2 separate regions of the Oncorhynchus mykiss genome follow, and region 1 is linked to region 2. A link is a contact called in public Hi-C data. All regions are on one chromosome and are shown on one strand. The core of a region is the stretch at or near the end of the contact, and the rest is flanking DNA. Distances in the headings are between cores, read along the strand shown.

Region 1 (3,439 bases), core at 398-2,897, 330 kb before region 2:
TTATTTCTACAAGGCTTTAGGGTGGACAGGTTTCAACTGGTTCATCAGTTATGAAGGGTTCACCTCGGGCACAAGGTGATGGTTTCAACCCTCTCTGGTGTGTCATAGTGACACTACTCTCTGTAACCCTGGATTTAAAATAGAATACTGGATCCACCCTCTGGAAAGAGTGAACTCCCTGTTTTAAGCAACACTGAACATCAGTGTGCTACTATGGTTGTAGCTAGCATAGACACATTTCACAGCCATTATTTACAATGTGTTCAGCTGGCTGTGAGAGAACTGATGTGAAATTGTTACAGCATGCTGTCCAAAACGGTCATGGCGTCTGATCAGTGGAAAACCTGTCTCTCTCTATATCGCTCTCTGGTAGCAGGTATCTTACCTGTTGGTATCTTGTAGCTGATCTCTCCAGGCTTCCGTAGGTTCCTCAGGATGTGGTCTGAGTGAATGTTCACCAACCAACCCACCAACCATAGCGCAGAGCCTGAAAATCAACCAATGGGGAAGCTGATTTATAATGACAGTGTATATAAGACAACCAATGAGGTGAAAATGAGGAAATGTAAGGTATGTTTTGGATAGCATGATGTGGATAACTCTAGAACGAGAAGAAATTCATGGAACATATTGAAATAGACAACTGTGTAATTTGTGAATGTGTGGTTTATGCATTAATACAGACCCTATGCTGTATGTCATGTCAGCCATGTCTCTTACCTGTGATAAAGCAAGGGCTGGTAACCCAATCAGCAGAGTACTCTGCATAGTGGCTCAGGTATCTGACCTGCATGTAGCCATTATAGATGCAGAACACAAAGGCCAAGGCGAACGATGCAAATGGTGTAGATTTCCCTCCACGAATTAAAAATGGATAGATGAGAGATCTAGAAGAATATAAATAGAACTGATGAATAATAATTTCCCCACCAGTTGTCTAGGATGCATGTGTCTCATGGCTGGCAATGCACTGCATTTCAGTTACAACGTTGGCACATCATTTAGCAATGTGTTATTACAATTGAGAAATCAATTGCATATGAGGGGGTACTCTGGGCAGAGCAAAATGTACTTGGTTGTACAGTAACCAAAAAACGTTTGAGAACCACTGACCTAGATATGACAGTTAGTACTTTGTATGCATGTGAAGTACAGTGTTACTTTGTCAAACTATCTTCTAACCATTGGGTCTTACCTTTGCACATAGTGGCAGAAGTACATGACCAGCAGTAGCTGATTGGGAAGATGAGTGGTTTTCGCCGCAGAAGTCCACAGCACAAGGCACAGTGGCACCAGAAAAGCAGGTAGTTCCTGCACGAACCAGGCGAATTTGACGTTGACGGGGAATCCATATCTGCTTGTTGCGTATCTGCCATAGGGGACATTCTCAAATAGTAATGTTATGAAGGTACAAGCAGCCATGAAAATCATGAAGTATGCCAGGCAGTCCAAAACATACAACTCTTCTGTCTCGGAGGCGAAAAGCTTTGAAAGAATACTGTCCATCTTTACCAGATAAGCTGCAAATAGTGTAAGAAATTAAAATTGTATTCAAAACAATGTAAATAAAATGAATGTATCCAAGGCAATAATGAACACATATGTCACTTGCACAAGTATGCGTACTGCGATCATCTCACTGGTCTGCTCAGTTCCATGGTCCAATCATAAGGATAAATAAAGGAGCCTGACTCCTAATAAACCAATCGAGTCACTTTGTTTTGCATCGTCATTATCTAGCCAATTGAAAATGGATACAATGTTATTCAACTACAAGGTGTGTTCAGGAGAAACCACCACACTGGTAAAAATATGAAATTACAGTAATTTTAGATGAATTCCATTACATATTTATGCAAACTGCTGTTAAAAAAAATAACAATAAAAAAAGTATATAGCCATTGCCCCTGGGTTCCTTAACTGGCGAGGAATAAGCCACGGACTATATCGTTGATCAGACATTGTTTGGAGGAAGGGGCATTAGTGCATACACAAAAAAACACATCATTTATCACTGTCTGACTAGCTCCAAAACGAAAACATATGAGTGTGTTTTTGGTTTTAGTTGGCCAAAATGTTGCACTGATATTTTCTATTTCTCAGGCTAATACATCGCCACCCATAAACTGGGGTCCTGTCTCACATGTGTGCGTCAGAAGATGAAACAGAACACGAGTGCAGTACCATTCGCATTTCAATCACCCTGTTAGCAAAATACATTTAGCTACACCAGAACGTTGCTTCGCAGGTTCATATTTAGAGTAGTGTGTGTTTCCAAAATGGGAAAGAGAAGTCGACTGAGAAAGAAGGAGCATCAAAATAATAGCAAGCCTGGTGGAAGAGATAACCGGGACAATGCTGTAAGTTTTGATAGCTCTTCATAGCTAGCCGGCTAATTTAGCGTACTGTAGCTAACTTGCCTAGGTCACCTCAAATTACTGTATGCCGAGTCAAAGAGATTTAATTTCTCCCCAGCAACTTTGATTTGATTACTACTGCACAACTCGTTGACATAGCTATGTGTAGCTAGCTAGCTATTTTATCTTGGTCCCAGATGTTTGTGCTGGCATGTCAAGGAGTTGGCTATACAGTAAAAACAGATCTGGGACCAGGTTATAGCTATTGTACTATGATAGTAAACTCTATCAATATCTATCCATCTGAGGCTGCAATTCAGAAAACTAACATCCACTTCACCCCCATCCATTCCTCTCCTCCCATGTCTCCTATTCGGTTCCCCCCTCATCTGCTCTCCACCCAATGTCGCCTCGCGTCTTCCCTCTCCTCCGATGTATCTGTCCTGTAGGGTTGGGGTGCAGGCTACGCTGACATCATCAAGGAGAACAAGCTGTTTGAGGCATACTACCAGGAGCTGGGCCTGGTGCCCGAGGGGGAGTTTGACCAGTTCATGGCGGCTATGAGAGAACCGCTGCCCGCCACAATCCGCATCACTGGATACAAGAGGTACGGAAGCTACTAAGCTCGACCTCTGCCAAGTGGTCACTAGGAAGTAAACGGGTCCCCCCATGTTCGGTATTATCTAAATTTGTCCAATAGAAACTCTTGTTTGCCAGATGTTTTTTGTTGGGAAACGTTTTGTTACAGTGTGCACTAATAAATACATCAATGGACTCTGGATCATCTATGGCACAGATGGAAGTGGTCTTTCTCACCCTGTAGGTGAGGTGACAAACTGTTAGTTGGAATTGACCACTGTAGATGTTTTGTAAAGGGATGATGATTTATACACTCCTACTCTTGTTTTAGCCTGGTCCCAGATTTGTTTGTGTTCATGATAATTTGACACGACAATGACCATAGGGGGGGGTAGCGAGACAGCAGACACAGGTCTAGGACCAGGCTACTCTTGCTCTACATCAGGATTCATACTTATGAAGATTGCTTTCCAAAACACCACTCTATTAAACCTCTAAGTGTA
Region 2 (3,307 bases), core at 204-2,703:
TGAGATCAAACTATTCTTCAACTAAGCATCTCCCTGCCTCGTAGACCATAGCAACTCACAAGACATTAAACTGTTCAAATAGATGAATATGGGACCAAACTTCAACTTATTTTTAAACCAGGGGCCTCTTGCGCGTTCACATTGAGCTCCTTATTGCCTTTTTAAACCATAAAAAACATGTTATTTTAATGTTGTCTGAGCTTAAGTGAAGCATCTAACAGCATAAGTATCTTTCTTTTCATAAGCATAAAGACTGGGGTCTTCAGATGAACATGTGTTTGTTTTCTCTTTTCTTATTGGATGAACAGAGAACCAGAGTTTGGATCCATCTCAAATGGCACCCTATACTCTATATAGTGCACATTTGTCTCTGGTCAAAAGCAGTGCACTATATAGGGAATAGGGTGTATTTCGGACATAGCCTCAGTTAAGATATTCAGTTAAGATGTTTCCCTCATTTTTTTTAGTTACCTCTCATATCACTCTGGAAGTAAGTTGCCCTTAGGCAAAGATCTAAGATCAGCTCACCTTGCTGAAATTCTAACATGAACCATTTAAGCATCGGCAATCATGAAACTGATCTGGGATCAGTTCTGACTTTATGATAAGCGATCAATCTATTACCTTTTTGTACTGGTTTTGTTTTGGGAATTCTCTGCAGTTTGGCTTTGAAGCGACACCTTTTGTATGTTGTACATTTGTGGTATATAAATCTTTGAATGTTTTCGAGTATTCATTTTGTAAGAAAGTGGATTGGAAATTATGAATACCTATGCAGTGCTCCATGCCTTCAATGTTGAGAATTAAATCATGACATTTCCACAACTGCAGTGTTTTTTATTTCCACTAGTAGGAGCTCTACTCCTGAAATAGATATTCGGCTGATTTCTGATTTGATGGTGGCTATTCTACGCCTATGGCAATTAGCCTATCTCCTCGCCAACTGCCTTATATCTGCACCAATAAGAGAACACATGAAAGGTGAAAGCAATGTCTGGGATTTGTGCTCAACGGTCTAGTTCTGAACGTTGTGTCATGAAGGTAATAGGTTAACATTGCGCCCATGGACACACACCATCTCGGCGTCAGCTAAAAATAGACCGGTTTAAACTCAAACTGATGAGGAAATAGAGCGGGATGAATTAAAGGGAACACCACTCCAAATCTAATTCCCAAGGCCCAGAGAGTGAGCGCGTTAAGAGGGAGCGTGTACATTCAAGTACATTAGATACACTGATGTTAAAATGCAACTGTAAATTGATAATTTGTTCAATTTGTTTTCGAGTCTACAGTTATTGCTGTGTTCGCGCTCTCAATTCAAATGGCTTTATTGGCATGGGAAACATGCTTATGCACACAGACTCGTACCTAAACAAACAGGCATTTATAATGGGCACTCCCCATTTTGTGCGTCATATGGGTCCTTGCACTAAATGGTGTCGCACTTTTTAGCAACCAATCAATGGAATATGAACTAAATATTTGAATAGACAAAGTAGATAATTGCTCATGTAACGCCATTTCAATTTCATCAACAGTGTATTTCCGTGCTATGACGTTGAACGAAGACAAAATCAATTATAATTGAGATTAACGGTTGAATCACATCCGGACGTAATTGGCAGTCCCATAGGGCGGCGCTTAATTGGCCCAGCGTCGTCCGGGATAGGCCGTCATTGTAATTAAGAATTTGTTCTTATCTGATTCGCCTAGTTAAATAAAACATAAACGTCAGCTGGCTTCCTGATTTAAATACATGTAGATTAGGTAGCTGGCTAGCAAGCTAATAACAGCCTCGATTCAAGTGAGAATACAGGTATTGTACTCAACGATTTATTAACTACTAATCGAGAGGTGATGGGATAAACATCAGGGGTGTAATCATTAAACCGGTTCTGTTGCAAAACATTTTGCTACAGAAACCGTTTACTCAACTGAAAACTCAAACGAAAGTTTCTATTGGACATATTCGGGTAACGTTAGGTCCCTCCTTTCCGTTTGCTTCAATTTGGTTCTTAAGGGGTTTCTGCAATGAATACACCCCAGTTGTCTTCATGGCTGGACATTTTAGGATAAAGTACATTTTCTGACTGTATTTATCTGTGCTCTTAGCAGAGAAACATGGAGGAGTCAGCAAGCACCATAGAGGTTACAGTGAAGACCCTGGACTCGCGGAGCAGGAGCTACACTGTCCGGAGAGAGGTAGGCTGTGACTTCTGTTTTAGCCTGAAATCCAACGGCATATATCCGTTTGGATTTCAGGTAACTTCGTTGTAGTCTTTTATGCTGTACACTTATGAGTGGGACATGCATTTATTCAGCCCTGTACTAGTGATGCACTGAGCCTGTTATTTCTCCTTTAGTTGACATTGAAGAGGTTCAAAGAACACATATCTGCGTCAGTGGATATCCCAGTGGAAAAGCAGAGACTAATCTACCAGGGCAGAGTGCTGCAGGATGAGAGGACACTGAATGACTACAGTGAGTAAAAAAGCCAGCAACTATTCTATTCAATGGAGACTGTAAGTAATATAAACTCAGCAAAAAAAGAAGCGTCTCTCACTGTCAACTGCATTTTAATTTCAGCAAACTTAACGTGTAAATGTTTTTGTATTAATTTGTATCAACAACTGAGACAAACTGAACCATTTCAACAGACATGTGACTAACAGAAATGGAACAATATGTCCCTAAACAAAGGGGGGGGGGGGCTCAAAATTAAGTCAGTATCTGGTGTGGCCACCAGCTGCATTAAGTACTGCAGTGCATCTCCTCATGGACTACACCAAATTTGCCAGTTCTTGCTGTGATATGCTACCCCACTCTCCCGCCAAGGCACCTGCAAGTTTCTGGATATTTCTGGGGGGTAATGGCTCTAGCCCTCACCCTCCGATTCAACAGGTCCCAGACGTGCTCAATGGGATTGAGATCCGGGCTCTTCACTGGCCATGGCAGAACACTGACATTCCTGTCTTGCAGGAAAGCACGCACAGAACATTCCTGTCAGGGTGAGCCTGCAGGAAGGGTACCACATGAGGGAGGAGGATGTCTTCCCTGTAACGCACAGCGTTGAGATTGCCTGCAATGACAACAAGCTCAGTCTGATGATGCTGTGACACACCACCCCAGACCATGACGGACCCTCCACCTCCAAATCGATCCCGCTCCAGAGTACAGGCCTCAGTGTAACACTCATTCCTTTGACGAGAAACGTGAATCTGACCATTACCCCTGGTGAGACAAAACCGTGACTCATCAGTGAAGAGCACTTTTTGCCAGTCCTGTCTTGTCCAGCGACGGTGGGTTT

The links. Hi-C and Micro-C count contacts between places; a contact is called where the count stands out from the background.
Region 1: a contact with region 2 is called in a Hi-C map of liver, with 5 times the contacts expected there. The contact joins the promoter of srd5a1 here to the promoter of LOC110496455 in region 2. A contact is called at or near these places in 2 of 3 Hi-C or Micro-C datasets (blood and liver).

The regions. Positions count from the first base shown.
Region 1 is chr18:51,493,089-51,496,527 of USDA_OmykA_1.1, reverse strand. It overlaps srd5a1 (3-oxo-5-alpha-steroid 4-dehydrogenase 1), which reads right to left and starts at 1,647. Exons shown (of 5, transcript XM_021572400.2): 1 at 1,196-1,647; 2 at 721-887; 3 at 386-487. The coding sequence starts at 1,506. It overlaps LOC110496470 (RNA cytosine-C(5)-methyltransferase NSUN2), which reads left to right. Exons shown (of 19, transcript XM_036953048.1): 2 at 2,807-2,964.
Region 2 is chr18:51,166,284-51,169,590 of USDA_OmykA_1.1, reverse strand. It overlaps LOC110496455 (large proline-rich protein BAG6), which reads left to right and starts at 1,453. Exons shown (of 24, transcript XM_036953037.1): 1 at 1,453-1,816; 2 at 2,113-2,202; 3 at 2,364-2,481. The coding sequence starts at 2,122. It overlaps LOC110496461 (lysophosphatidylcholine acyltransferase 1), which reads left to right. Exons shown (of 14, transcript XM_021572388.2): 14 at 1-825.